Regions from separate parts of the Oryza sativa genome. Here region 2 is linked to region 1. Evidence: chromatin contacts called from public HiCAR-type data. All regions are on one chromosome and are shown on one strand. The core of a region is the stretch at or near the end of the contact, and the rest is flanking DNA. Distances in the headings are between cores, read along the strand shown.

Region 1 (7,330 bases), core at 2,089-4,588:
CCTCCCGTTTCAACACAGCCGGTGCAGGTTGTGAGTCTGGGGTTTGAACTGAACTTGGTGGAAGCTCGACGACATCGCGGCGTGGAGATTGGGATGTTTCCTCTGAACTTTTCTTGCCTTCAGCATCAGATTCAGTCTGGTCGCTTCGTTGAACATCTTGCAGTTCGGTGTTACTGTCTTCTCTACTCTCTGAAAATTGCACCTTGCCTTCAGATGCTCTGTCACTGCACTGTGCATCAGCTGCAGTAGCTGCATCTCCTCTTGTGAGATCTTCAGAATTGCCAACAGCTTGCTGACTGGTACTCTGAACATGCTCTTCCTCCTTCTCAGCTGGCACCACTCGCTCTGGCTCAGGAGCATTGTTCCTCGCCGACACGAGATCATCAGTCTCGCGTCGGCTTGTCATGTCAGCTCCTTGCTGCCCACTGCTGATTTGAGCTTCAGGAGTGGATCCACTGGTGCTTGCAACATCACTGGAGCCCAGGTGCTTGCTGTGAGGAGGCAGGCCACTCCCCAAAGAGGAGGGAGCACTGATCACCTCCTGTGAGTTGCCGGTGCGGTTTTTCGCTGCGTAAAAAAAGCAACAAAATCCGTCAGAGACTGACCAAAAGGCAAAAATCCAAGATCAAATTCTCGATCATGAGCAGTCATGGAGCTTGAATTCTTACCTCGGAGGGTAGTGCCGCATCCACCGCATTGGTACACCGGCGCGCCGGTGGGCTCCTGAAGAACACTGAAGCATTTGGGACACCTCACATGGCGAACCACTCTGGCGTCTGAGATTGCCATGAGCCGACAAGGCCACAGAACATCACTCGCATGCAGCAAAAGGTGTATCCGGCAGGTGCTAACCGATCAAGCTCGATGTCTGTGTTGGGAGACAGTTACAAGAAAAATACTCGTCAGTGTTCTGCTTCATCGAATCTGCAGTTTCTGACGGAAGAAGAGAGGAAATCCAGGAAATTTGTACTACTTGTGTGGAATTTTGTTGACTGATAATATATACTAATACATAGAACTTAGTTTACATGCGAATACAATAGTAAAGGAAAATGCCCGGTAAGCCTTAAGCACGTAAGCATCAAGAAGCGACATGTATGTTTGAACTTTGAACTGTTCGTCGAGGGCATTATGTAATTTTCTAAATTTAAAAACTAGTGGTGTATCAGAACTCTGATGATGTCATTAGTCCTAATTAACACAATAACTATAGCTACTAGTAGTAGTGGAGTACTATACAAGACGAAGTACAGGATTTAGACAGAATCTTCCTCAACAGAAAGTCACGGTTTTTGTGTGTGACCACGCACACAAGGTGTAAGCCACAGCAAATGAACGAACAGAACAGAAAGAGCCGGCTATTGGACACTACAAGCTGGTAGAAGATGCTTGCCCATTTCCAGTTAATTTCCAAAACCCTTGGTAATCCTAGGTACGTTATCTTTCGCATGATGAAAAACAATTAAGAAACCAAAAAACATTTCTGAAACCTTAAGAGAGAAAAAAAAAAGAACTTGCTGAGCTGATGCCTAAAAACTTGAAGTAGATGAAGAAAGCAGAGGAGGAAGAAGACAGTCGGGTACAGGAGCACCCACTCACCTATCTTTTGTTTTTTTTGGTTTCTCGCTTTCCCCTTCAGTTCCAGACGCTTCTCCTAGCTCCTGCTTCGATCTCTCCTGTTCCCAATCCTCAGAAACTACTCAATCCGATCCTCAAGCTCCAAATTTCCAAAATCAATCCTCAGAAGCTCCACGCTTCTCCTGCTCCAACTCCAATTCTTCCGGCTCTCTCTCAGATGCAGAGAGAAAGAGAGAGAGAGAGAGAGAGAGAGAGAGAGAGAGAGAGAGAGAGAGAGGGAGAAGAGACAGCTCCAATTCTTGGCAGTTATGGGTGCAGTGACGCCAGGAGAAACGATGCTGATATATATAAATAAAAATGGGAGCGTCGTGTGAAGAGGAAGGAGGAAGAAGCAGCTGAGGAAGCAAGAAATGATGGGGTTTGGGGTGATGTAAAAATGAAGCGGCGTGGTGGAGAAATATTTATATGCGATGGGGTGGAGAAGAAGTCTGACCGCTTCCGCGATAGCGAGTGGCTGGCTTTGGACTCCTCCTCCTCTTGGAGAAGAAGAGGAGGGCAGGGAGGGCCAGGTCGTTTGGTGCGACCGTGTCGCCGACGCCAGTCGCGAGTGCCACCGCGTCGTCATATCCAGCGCCCGCCCGCCGCTGCCTGCTGCTGCTGTGGCCTACTGGCTCGCTCGCTCGCTGTGGACTTCTGGATGCCACCGTGGCTACTGGCGCGCGTGTAGAGCGAGGGTTTTCTGGATGCCTCATGACGCGTGTGGTGGGGTAGCGGGAGCGGTTGCCGTCACGCGGCCACACGGCACGCGGCGCGGATGGGGAAGGGATCGTGCGTGCGCTGCCTTGTATCGTCTTTTTCTATGCCCTTTTCTCTGGCTCGTGTAATCGTACGTGTTGGCGGCTGCAGACGAGGAGTAAGGCCATCCACAATGGGTAGCCTCAGAGCGTGCCCCTGCTCACGGCGTCCGCCTCCCGTCCGCACACCGTGCCCTTGGAGGGGGGGCGCGACCCCCACGAGGGGGACGGCCGGCTCGGGCTCCTCCAATCTCCTTTTCCTGAGGCACGGCTCGAAGGAACCCGTTGTGGCGACCTCGGTGCCCCATTCCCCGCCTCATTCCCCTGCATTTTCCCTTCTTGCCCCCCCCTCTCTCACCTGGGCGTGGTGACGGAGCCGGCGCGGCCTCGTCGGTGTGGTGGATGGCGACGAGAGAGAGAAGCGGCGCCGGCCAGATCTAGCCCACCGGCAGCCGGATCTGGAAAGAGAGGCGGCAGCTTGGACGCCATCGGCCACCGCACCGCGCTCCTGCTCCCGCTCCCGCGCTCGCGCGCCGTCCAGCCTCCCACCGCTCGCCGTCGGCCAGATCGCCCCTCGCGCCGCTCGCCCGTCGACCAGCTCTCCGGCGTGCGCGGAGACGGGCGGCGGCCGGCGGCAGCCGAAGGGCGCGGAGGGAGCAGCGACGAGAGAGAGGGAGGGAGGCAGCCCTCCTTATCGCCTCGCGGCCGCCGGCGACGAGAGAGAGGCGAGCAGCGAGAGGGAGACAGAGAGGCGGGCGACAGCGGTGGCTGGGGAGAGAGGGAGATGGATGCAGGGCTGGGGATGGCGAGGAGGGAGGCGGCGGCGGTGGCTGGGGAGGGCGAGGAGGAAAGCGGCGGCGGCGAGCGGCAGGGGAAGAGAGGAGGGAGGTGGCGGCGGCAAGCTGGGAGGAGGCGGCGACGAATGGGCGACGAGGATAGCGATAAGAAGAAGCTAGAAGCCAAAAGTGGGGGAGGAAGAAAAGAGAAGGAAAAAAAAAAGAATGAGCTGGGGAGGGGTATTTGGGGATTTTTCACCTGGGACTCCATTGGGCCAAGACACCCATTGTGGGCTATAGTACTCTCACCGGGTTGTTTTAGATTTTGAGGAACCCATTTAGGGATACCTTCTATTGCGAATTGAGTTTCCTACGAGTGTCCTCAGTTAGTGAGGATACTCTATGAGTGTCTCACATTGTATATGTGAGTACTCCTACTTTATTCTCCTGTTTTAAACAGGTCAAGAAAATAAAATTGGTTAGTACGAGAACTATTTATTTGCAACAAATTGTACTAGTGTGTACCAACTGGAGTCCGGAATCGTGTGCATAGCACAGACAAAGCAAGTTTTGCAGACACACGCAATCATTAGAAAAAAAAAACGCCGCGGCCAAACAGAACAGCAATAACCGCATGAAGCATGTTCCTTGCTTAAACAAAGAAGAAAAGCGCAAGCATGCCGTTTCACATCCATACGTGGAGCAAGCGAGCTAGAGAGACCAACCCACTTTCAATGGGCAGCGATCACTTACACGAGGAAAATAAAAAGGCAACGATATGTGTATGATGGTCTTTGACCTCGTGCAGAGCTAGCTAGCTCTATCTATCTCTTGGCATCGTACCTGTGTACTATAGGACTATCTACGTGTGTGCGCAGTGAGCATAGAAAACGAAGTGCCGTTGATAGTTTTGGTCGTGATGTTGTTGCCGCATGCCGGTGCGACAAATATCACATAGGAGGCTCAGGAAGGCATGGACCGATGGACGGTTCGGCCAAATGAATGAGCCGATAGCCACAGCGTTCGGCTATCATGATCATGAAACGAAAAAGGCGTTTCTTGGCTGCAGGTAGGCACCGTCGGTGTACACATGGCAGCTAGAGCGGCTCGTTCTCGTACGGCCTCGTACTAGTACGCAACGTACGTGTGGCCGCGGGCGGCGCCGGTGCCGGCCGCCTCTGCGACTGCACGGTGCGACTGTGCGAGCTTCACCAACCTGCAGCTATCGACCTACTTCTCCTTACCAACCGGTTCGCGCGCGGCATGGCACGAGGAAAAATAGTTTTAATTACTTGTTTACTAGTATCTTTTCTAAAAGAAAAAGAAGATAGATTAATGTGCAACATTTATATAAATTATAACAAACATATAAATTAGACTTTAATAGTATATGTATATTCATCTTTTTTATAACTTGTAAATGCCGAATTTAAACTTATACTTCCTCCGTCCCAAAATATAAGGGATTCTGGGTGGATGTGATACTTCTTAGTACTACGAATCTGATTAAGAAACCTGTTAAGATTCGTAGTGCTAGGATATGTCACATCCACCCAAAATCCCTTATATTATGTGGCGGAGGGAGTATGTTTTTACAATAATATATTAGTACATACTAGTAATATACTCCTTCCGTATTTTAATGTATAACGCCGTTGACTTTTCGACCAACGTTTGATCATTCGTTTTATTTAAAAATTTTGTGTGAATATGAAAATATTTATGTCATGCTTAAAGAACATTTGATGACGAATCAAATCACAATAAAATAAATGATAATTATATAAATTTTTTGAATAAGACGAATGGTCAAACGTTGAAAAAAAGTAAACGGCGTCATACATTAAAATATGGAGGGAATATTTCTTAAAATTAAGTACACGAGTGTACGTTCACTGAGTTTTCCTACTCCTATATGCTTTCCTAGCGAATACGCCTATCAGGATAGAGGTGAAAGTGAAACGTGAGCGGGGCCCAAAGATGCTGGGCTTGGCGACTCGGTTTTCCGGCTCTGAAGTGACGGTTTTTTACGCGCCAATTCTCTCGCGCGGATCACAGAAACACGCGGGCAGATAGAGAAGAGAAAGAGACCCGGCTGCGACGAGTCTAACTGCCAACCTGGCAGCACTTCCAGCAAGCGGAAGAGGGTCGGTCATATTTATCCCATAATATGGCTAATTTTTTTTAGAAAAAAAGGGAAATGAGTAAACGACCTGGCGGCGCGGTTAGTCGGGCCCACCACCCACCCACTGGGGAGTGGGCCCTCCCTCCCGCATACACGTTGCAGCTGGACGCGGCGTTCACACCAACTCAACGTGCGCCAATTCGGAAGGAGCACCCATCTTTCCCCTTTCTCCTTCTCCTCCTCCTACTCCCAGCCGCTCACTCGAACCCCCCCCCCCACCTTCCTTGCCGCCGCTGCCCCGAGGGCGCGGGAGATAACCTCGCCGGAGCACCGCCACCGCCGCTGTCGATCTTCTTCCCCGAGGCAAAGCCAGGAGGTCTCTACCTCTCTCTCTCTCTCTCTCTCTGAATTCGTCGCCCCGTTTCTCAGCTTGCTTTAATTTGTGTGAAATTTGAGTTGATCGATATTGCTTCGTGTTTCGGTTTCTTGATGTGGATTTGGTCCTTTAGGATGATTCTTCTCCCTTTTTTTTTGTCAGTGGAAATGTTGTGCTTTCCTCCCGCATCTCATGTGCTTCTCCTGAATGAATCCTAGGGTTGATTTGTCGAGCCAGGTTTTCCAGTTTTCCATTTTTGTTTTGAGCAATCGGTTAAATTCAGGTCGGAAGGGAGCTCCCCTACCGCCGATTCCTCAAGCTTCTTACATTGAACAGATGATTTCGATGTGGAGATGTGGTTGGGAGAGGGAGAAGAGCTTGTGCCTTTTAGACTGAGCTTTGCATGCTTAATGGGAATATCAATTGGATGAAAATGATCCCTGATCGGGACACCATTCTCGGTTGATTTTTTGTTCAGGCGTTCAGCAAAATGCTGGTAGCGAACTATTGTTTATGAATTATGAGATTAACTAGGGATTAGTGTGTACAATTATCAGTAACAGGAGGCGTTGACCATCATAGTGTAGCTACGATGACCATCATAGTGTAGCTACGATTATAGTAGATTCTTGAGCTAATTTTTAGGCTGAATGCATAGTCCCTGCTTTATTAGAGGTAGGACATTGGTTGAAGCAGGGCGGAAGCTTTTTACTCTAGAAATTTAGAGGTAGACTTTATGAATCTAAAGGTCAACTGGAACCCAAAGGTTTAGGTTGTAAAGTTAGATGCTCTTTGATTGCTTTTCTATGACTCTAATATGTGCATTCTGATAGACTGCAACGGCCAGCTGACTGGCATTTTTTACTTTGAAACATATTTCTACTAGATACTGTGATTGATTGTGATTTTGCTTTATTGTGCCATTCAGAACTAAATGCAATATTTAGCATCAGATATCTGCATATGTATAATTCCAAACAAAGTAAAAACTGAAAGGAAAAATGTTCCCAAAAGAATTCAGAATAACTTTCTAAACTTCCCATGCAAATGATTTTTTTCCCCTGTAAATTAACTAGTTCCACAAAAAAGAATCCCTGTCTAGCCCTTATAAAACCTGTTGTTCAGTATGTTCTCTCTTTCCTATAGAGATAAGACTAACACCATATTCATTTTGCTTCCAGTCTAGACAAACTCAGCTTCATGAGTTCAAGTTCAGGAAAAGCACTGGCATCCAGCATCTCCTATTCAGCAGGAAAGAGCAGCATTTTCTTGCTCTGCCTCTTTGCAGGATACTTGGGAATTCCTGGCCGAAAATTCCACTTGCTCAAGACCGTTTGCAGCACTGCATCTCCTTCCATCATTGGAAGTTGTGGAGGGAACCTTCTTTAGACTACTTTAGCACAAGTCTTCAGTTTCTATTAGTGTGGAAGCTTGGCCTGCAAAACCAGCAACCTTAGCTACGTAGTAGGCCTTTGGATGATGGTTTCTTCTCAGACATCCTCTCTGACAAGAACTATCGCACAGGACCCCGAGCTCTTCACAGCAAAAATAATTCTCCCAATGGGTCCCCCGGATGTTATCTCTGAAAATGATGAGTTTGATTTCTCTGATGTTTTTGGCACCACTCCAGTTCAGACGCCAACAGGCATTTCGGTAGCTGGTCCAGACAGTCCTGCACCTT
Region 2 (7,330 bases), core at 3,270-5,769, 260 kb after region 1:
GCCTCGGAAAAAATCCACATAGGTGAAAACAACTGACTTGCTTGAATTCTGTAAGGACGTTGAAAAAGCACTTTAATCAATCAGAACCTTAATGCTAGAACTTAAGCGGGTAACTGGATTGCTGTCTCATTAAGAGGGCACCTCGATCAGTCAATACTTTTAAGAGGTCACAAGCTTTATAGCTTTATAACTTATTGCTTGAGTTCTATTATAGTTTTCAACCTCGCCAATTCATGGATGAGAATTAGGAAATCTTGTCGTCCGAAAAACAAAAAAATTATCACATATATATTAATCATGCACATGTTCTTATTGATAATCAGAACCAAATATTTTAGTATACATGCAACATCATAACATCCATATCATAACAAATCTGCTGTAAGCCCAAGTATTAGTGTTCTGGTACTGCAGTTTGGAAAACATATATGTATATGACAAGAAGTTAACAAAATGACTTTTGTTCTTAGGAATTCTGTAAACTTCTGGTTGTTCCTTCAGAAGGCTAGTTTCATAATAAAAACTACTACCTCTGTGCCATAATACAACTACTTTTGCCATTTCTTGAGGGGATTAAGGTTGAAGAGAGAAATGGTTGTGATTGGTTGAGATGAGGGAGTAGGTGAAGAAATTAAAATTGGGATGGTTGTGATTGGTTGAGGTGGGGAAGTAGGCGACTAGGCGGAGAAGTAGTAGTATTTTGGGACAAATGTCAAATGCCAAAGGTAGTTGTAACATTGGATGAAGGGAGTACCAAGTTCAAATCATAGAAAGTATCAATATACAGCCAATTCATAACAGCTCAAAAGCCTCTTAAATTTTGGCCAGTAGACACGGTATGGATCAAAGGATTCATCCACTGAATTAATGCCAAGGATTATGTAGCATTTCAATATATTAGCACAACTCATACATATATGAGCACACAAGTATGCAGATGCACGTGGTTATGACAGAATGATGGAGATGAAGGCTACAACATTCAGAAAATGGTGATGAGTTGTTCCTCTCAAACCGCTCCTCTCTTCTTTGAAGACATAATTTCCATTTGCTGAAATATATACAAATATTGCCATCACAGCAATATGAAAATATGCGTAAAACTAAATCCTTGATTATTTAAGGTAGCTTGTTTCATACAAGCATATGATAAAAAGGAAACATCGTTTTCTAAAAAAATAAAAAATAAATTTCATGATATATAATCTACACAGCAGAAGCAACTGGAACTAAACGACAGACTAACCTCAAAAAATGTATTTCCGCCGCTTCTTATTACTTGGACAAGATAACCCTCTTCATTGCCTTCTTCATTCAATCTTACAGAACCAACAACAATACTGTCATCGCGCACCCACCCAATCGAATCCACTGATAAAAAGAAAACATTAATAACAAATCAAAATGATCACCTACTTAACACAGTCCAATGCATTTGACTGTGTGCCTGCAATGATGGCAATAGAATAATAAAAAAATGAATAAGATGACCTTGAGGAAAAGAGCATAAACTTCATAGAGCATGGAACAAATCTTGAAACCCATGTTCACCCCATTAGTCATTTTTATTCTATAAGTGGCGATCATATTTGTGGGTTGTGTTTTTCTCACATATTTTTGGAAAATAAGAAACGGGTATGTTTAGCATGTCTGTGTACTGTGACGCTAAGAGTAACAAACCATGTGCTGCTCATGAAGTTTAGGCCTGAGTAACAAGCTTACTTGTTTCATTTACCACAGAATAGAAAACAATTTTACGAGTTTTACGCACTAGGACGTAGTGAGCCAATCAATATGTCCTAGTGTGTAATAGTGCTAATAGTGCTACCAAATTAAGCCTGGTGATGATTGTATCTGTTCTAATAGTGCTACCATAAACCATTTCGTTTAAAAATGTGTGAATAATAATAACTGCGAAGAACTTGGAGCAATTCAATAATTCATCCTGTAACTGGGGAATGGAGATACAGGCCACAAAAGAAAAACTGAATGGTGCTTACCTTTGATGCTAGCATCATCTGAATCACTATCATCAGACCATAGCTGGAACAAGAGGGGCATGCAACATATTTCCTTAAAATCTGATGATAATATGTTAAGTGTATTCTTTTTTGAAAGAACAATGTGAGTCCCTTCCTTGCAGCAGTCAACTGTATACATTTCAAAACGATGGGAGAATTCAGTTCAGAAACTAGTATGGTGGTGATGGTTAACTTCAATTACAACAATGAATCATTGATCAAGAAATATGCTATGCTAGCACATAATGGCCAAGGAGTGTGCTAATGACTAAAGGCAGGAATGCGCCAAAGATAAGTACTCAATATGGCATCATCCTTTTTATACAGCCCACAACAAAAATCAATCTAGTTTGTCTAGCTGTCTTCTGTAAAGACTAAGCATTATAGAAAAAAGATGACTCATAGAAACAAAGATCTGTCGAATGAACTTGCAATACCCACAGAGAGATATATGTTGCAAATGAACGATGTTCTTGTAATTTTCATTCACAATAATATAGGCTATAGCATCAATAAATTAATGGTTCTTACCATCTATGATCCAAATATATACCATTTACAAACCAATGCATGTTTAACAACTGTACAGATGCATTTCTAAAACAAAACTACAAAAAGGATCCTAGAACATGATCTCCTATCCAAAACAGTAACACGACGAAATAAGGTTTTCAAGTATTGAACTTCACAACAGCCAATAACAAATAAAATTTACTTTATAAGGTGTGAATATTGAATATTTGAAATATATTGGTGTATGCTATATCTCACATCTGCTTCAAGAAAGTTTCACTGGAATTTGTAACAGTTAGTCATTGCATAACATTGTGCCTCAAATTTATTAGGAATAGAAGAAGCCACAAACCAGCATCAACATTTTCCATTATGTCCTTCAGACCTTCCCCCAGACTTCCTTGAGACAGCAACCCGTCTTTCGAGAGTACAATAAAGGCTTTGGAAGCATGATTTAGCCACTTGAAATCTTTCACAGTGCTGGATCCTTCCAAGGTACATGATGACAGTGGTTCCACATCCTATGTAGCATAATTGTGAATAGCATGAGTAGAAGATACATGAGCAAAATTACTAGATGTATAAGAGATCCACGAGGTCAAAGTGCAAATAGACATGGGATACTGAAAACATTCACTGACTATAGGTCATTATCGCATAAACATTTCTGTCAGATATTGTTATGTAAAATGCAGCTCAGTAGGATATATATTAAAAAAAACAATTCTCCGGTTCTAATAAGTTGTGCTGGCCCTGTGGTTGAAATTTATCATCGACATGAGGGAAGGAGATGAGATAACCTTGTCTGTGAGCAGGGAAGAAGCCGAGAAGAAGTGGATCACACTGCCTGCGCAGGCAGCAAGCACCGATTCATCACGGGAGAGTTCGAGGAGAGAGACCCCGGGGAGAGGGATGTCCGCGACGCAGCAGTCCCGTGCGCAGCGGGTGGTCGACTTGCCCTTCTCGCGCGCCTCCTTGCTGGCCTCGATCAACGCCTTGGTCGTCGCAGCCATAAACCCTGGAAACACGAGGGGAAACCCGAAGCGGTGAGATCGAGATGGGAATGCCCTGGTCCGTCGCGACTTCTCCGTGGCTTACCGTTGGGGTGGGCAAGGAAGACCGCGGCCCGGCGGTTGGAGACGGCGAGCGGGCGCGAGGGAGGCGACTGGAGGTCGAAGAGCGGGAGCGGCGAGGAGGTGGTAGGGAGGAGGGGGATGGGGTCGCCGGCGAGGCGGAAGACGAAGTCGGTGGTGCCGTCCTCCTCGCCCTCGACCTCGTCGGAGAGGTCCAGCTCCCGCGGCGGCGCCATGGCCCCCCACCGGTGGTCGGAGGAGCCTAGGGTTTTGGGCGGGAAGCGGGACGGAGACGGCGCGGCGGCGAGGGAGCAATAGCAAATGGGGTTTCGTGAAGCGAGAGCGCTAGTAGCGGAGGCCTTGGCGTGGAGTGTAAGCAGAGCCCAGCAGCGTGGCCGGCGGGCGGGCGCACGCGGCGGAGGGGAGAGGGAGAGGCGGAGGCGGCCGCTTCGCTTGCCGGCGGTGATGGTGGTGGCGCTGAATACATGGGCTCTTGTCGTTGCCCCGTGGGCTTAATTGGGCCTTCTACTGGGCCGTCACATATATTAATTTGGACTTCTTTTTATTGGGCTTGACCTTGACGGTGAGTAAGAACAGAAGGCGCATGAATTTCAAGGAAAGCTACCGGAGGCGAGAAAATTCCGGCGATGTCGCGACGGTGACACGGCGACCGAACACAAAGATATCGCCGGCAAACTCACGCAAGCACCGCGCGACCGACGAACGGCAGGCGGAACCGCGCGAACAGTCGCTGCTTCCTTTTCGTCTCCACCTAGCGACGTGGAGCAACGCCATACACACGCTCCCATCCGCACGCGCATTTCCAGCCTTACTACTCTCTCGCACCATCGTCTTCCATCCGCCCATCTACCTCCCTCCTCCGTCCACCCTAACTACGGCGGGTCGCCGGCCATGCTCGCGTTCGCGGTCATCGTCTCGCCTTCCGCGTGGCCGAGAGCCGTCTCCTCAGCTTTCGCGGCGGCCGTCTTCGCGTTCCTGGACGTCGTCGACGTGCTCCTCTGCTTCGTGTACGGCTTCCTCGACGCCGTCTTCGAGGACAGCCCGGTCAGCTGCTACTGCCACGGGAGCCACAGCGCGGCGGCGCTGGACGACGACGACGAGGTCTCCGACACATTGTACCACCGGCGGAGCGCTCTCCGAGACGCGCTGATGGGGCTCGTCAGAGGCAGGAGCGGCGGCTCGCCGGAGACGGAGACGGAGCGGCGCAAGGGGCGGAGCCCGAGGTGGTCGGACTGCGGCTGCGATTCGTGCCGCGCATGGCAGCGCCACGACGACGGCCGGCTGCACTTCGTCGCCAACCAACCGCCGCCGCCGCCAAACGGTCTCAACCGCTTCCGTTATTTCTGTTACAATCCTTTCGCTTTGCCGTGTCGGCGACATTAACGTTCGCGAGCTTAGCTTTTGCAGATGGAGCAGTGACAACGACGCAGCAGAGTGGAGAAGAAGACGCCATCTTCATCCACGGCTTCACCTCGTCATCGTCGTTCTGGGCAACAGTGTTCCGCGAATCATCCATCCTCAACAACTGCAGAATGTTGGCGGTCGATCTCCTCGGCTTCGGCAAGTCTCCCAAGCCGGCAAACTGCATGTACAGACTGAAAGATCACGTCGAGATGATCGAGCGGAGCCTCATCGATCCACTCAACCTGAGCTCCTTCCATCTTGTCAGCCACTCCATGGGCTGCATCATCGCCCTCGCATTGGCTGCCAAGCACCCAGAACGAGTCAGATCAATCACACTGATTGCACCGGTAAGTACAGTACATATATATCTGAAGAAGAATCAGTGAGAGCTCTGAATTTAATTAAGGAAATATCGATCCGTTGCTTTGGTTGTAGCCGTACTTCGGAGCATGCGAAGAGAAGGCGAGCCAAGTGGCACTGAAGAGACTGGCGGAGAAGAAGCTGTGGCCGCCATTGCAGTTCGGATCCGCAGTGATGTCATGGTACGAGCACATTGGGAGGACTGTCTGCTTCTTGGTCTGCAAAAATCACCTGCTCTGGGAGCGCCTCTTCAGGCTCATCACAGGAAAGAGGTAATCACATACTAGGATTAATTCAGAGTTCAGAAAACAAAGCTCCTTTTAACTAAGATTGATTTTAAACAAAAAAAAATGTTGTTGCATGCTGCAGGGATGTGGACTTTCTGCTGGGTGATCTGACGAAGCACACGCACCACTCGGCGTGGCACACGATGCACAACGTCATCTGCGGTGGGGCCATGCTGCAGGACAGGAACCTGGAGGCCGTCGAGGCGGCCGGCGTCCCGGTGCAGGTGATCCACGGCGGCGACGATCAGGTGGTTCCGGCGGAGTGCGGCCGCCACCTCAAGGCCAAGCTTCCCGGCGCCGAGCTCCGACTCATGGAAGGCTGCGACCACAAGACGGTGGTTTTCGGCAGGGAGAGGGGATTTGCTGAGGAGCTCAGAGCATTCTGGTCCGCGTCTCATCAGAATAAGCAGCTAGCAGCATCTGCATCAGGGTGGGCAGGTTAACGGATGTTGATTGTTGGTGTGTAGAATAATGTCTGATATGAAATCATGATGTAGCATAGAGAAATTCAGTCCACACTTTGAAATTACTGGTACTACAATTTTTAGAGATTAAAGACTAGGGTGAATCCATCGACACGTTTCTTTCGTCAGAACAGTGTCCGTATATTGGAAAATCCTTTTCTAGCTCGTGGATTGGCAGATTAATCTTTGAATTTGCAAAGGGGACTTGACTGTTTCAGATATAAGCACTCACTCTTGTTTTCATATTATAAATCATAATATAAGTCGGTTTTATTTTTTTTCTATTCAAATTTTATTTAAGTTTAACCAAGTTTATAGAAACAATACCAAATGATTTAATATTTTTTTGATAGTATATTTGTTTTGTGTTAAAAAGAAGTTACTATATCTTTCTACAAATTTAGACAAACCTAATAAAAATTGACTAGAAAAAAAAGTAAAACAAATTATAATATGAAACTGAGGGAGTTGATACTATCGACGACATGAAGTTTGGCCTGACAAATGTTCATACCCCCATGTGGCTGTTAACTGGGAGATATAGATTCCTTTCCCGATTGATCAAAGCGCACAGAAATTAAGTCGTGCATATAGTTCAGCTACATTTATTCTCCGATCGCTTTCATAGCTTTTCCTTTTCTCATCGATCGAGCTGATTGCTGCTTCGCGTACGCGCCTAGAAATACAGCACGCCCCGTCGACCCGGGGGGTTGCAGATCGATCGGAAGCTCAAACGCACGCTAGCTACTGCAGGCACACCAAGCTGACGAACGACAACATGAGCACCACCGGAAGGGCTCTCCTCGTCGCTCTCGCCGCCGTTCTTCTCGTCACCGGCGACGCACTCCTCGCTCCCGCCGGTGGCCAGGAGCAGTACACCAAGGCGCCGGCGGAAGCGCACAAAGGCTACAGCATCGTGCCTGGTGAGCATGCAATTGAATCCATCCTAGCTATACTCAAACTCCCAATGTTATCAACTTATCATGTGATGATGATCGTCATCGTATATCGTATATACTGGGCCACGAGAAATATTGCATAATGGGCCCTTACAGATCGCATTACGGGGGCAGGATGTCAAGGCCCATGACCACGAGAAATTTAGCATACTGGGCCGTTGCAGACCTAGCTGGTAGCCCATGCCAAGAAATCAGTCCTCGTTAGTTTTGTACCACATCGCCTACCAG

The links. HiCAR-type assays count read pairs that join an accessible place to other places.
Region 2: a contact with region 1 is called in a HiCAR-type map of leaf, with 2.8 times the contacts expected there. The contact joins the promoter of LOC4344329 here to the promoter of LOC4344298 in region 1. A contact is called at or near these places in 1 of 15 Hi-C or Micro-C datasets (seedling) and 1 of 4 datasets of contacts at active chromatin or transcription factors (leaf).

What each region holds. Positions count from the first base shown.
Region 1 is chr7:29,084,167-29,091,496 of ASM3414082v1, forward strand. It overlaps LOC4344298 (protein ENHANCED DISEASE RESISTANCE 4), which reads right to left and starts at 3,339. Exons shown (of 3, transcript XM_066312053.1): 1 at 2,072-3,339; 2 at 669-868; 3 at 1-567. The coding sequence starts at 789. It overlaps LOC4344299 (serine/threonine-protein kinase AtPK2/AtPK19), which reads left to right and starts at 5,456. Exons shown (of 7, transcript XM_015791281.3): 1 at 5,456-5,649; 2 at 6,831-7,330. The coding sequence starts at 7,126.
Region 2 is chr7:29,339,270-29,346,599 of ASM3414082v1, forward strand. LOC4344329 (probable lysophospholipase BODYGUARD 4) reads left to right here and starts at 4,520. Exons shown (of 4, transcript XM_015791082.3): 1 at 4,520-4,949; 2 at 5,036-5,379; 3 at 5,468-5,664; 4 at 5,762-6,364. The coding sequence starts at 4,520. The coding sequence ends at 6,122. LOC4344328 (nuclear pore complex protein NUP214) reads right to left here and starts at 4,058. Exons shown (of 18, transcript XM_066312074.1): 1 at 3,633-4,058; 2 at 3,335-3,552; 3 at 2,887-3,055; 4 at 2,001-2,150; 5 at 1,247-1,371; 6 at 1-48. The coding sequence starts at 3,843. LOC112939602 (a long non-coding RNA gene) reads left to right here and starts at 6,780. Exons shown (of 2, transcript XR_003243361.2): 1 at 6,780-7,066.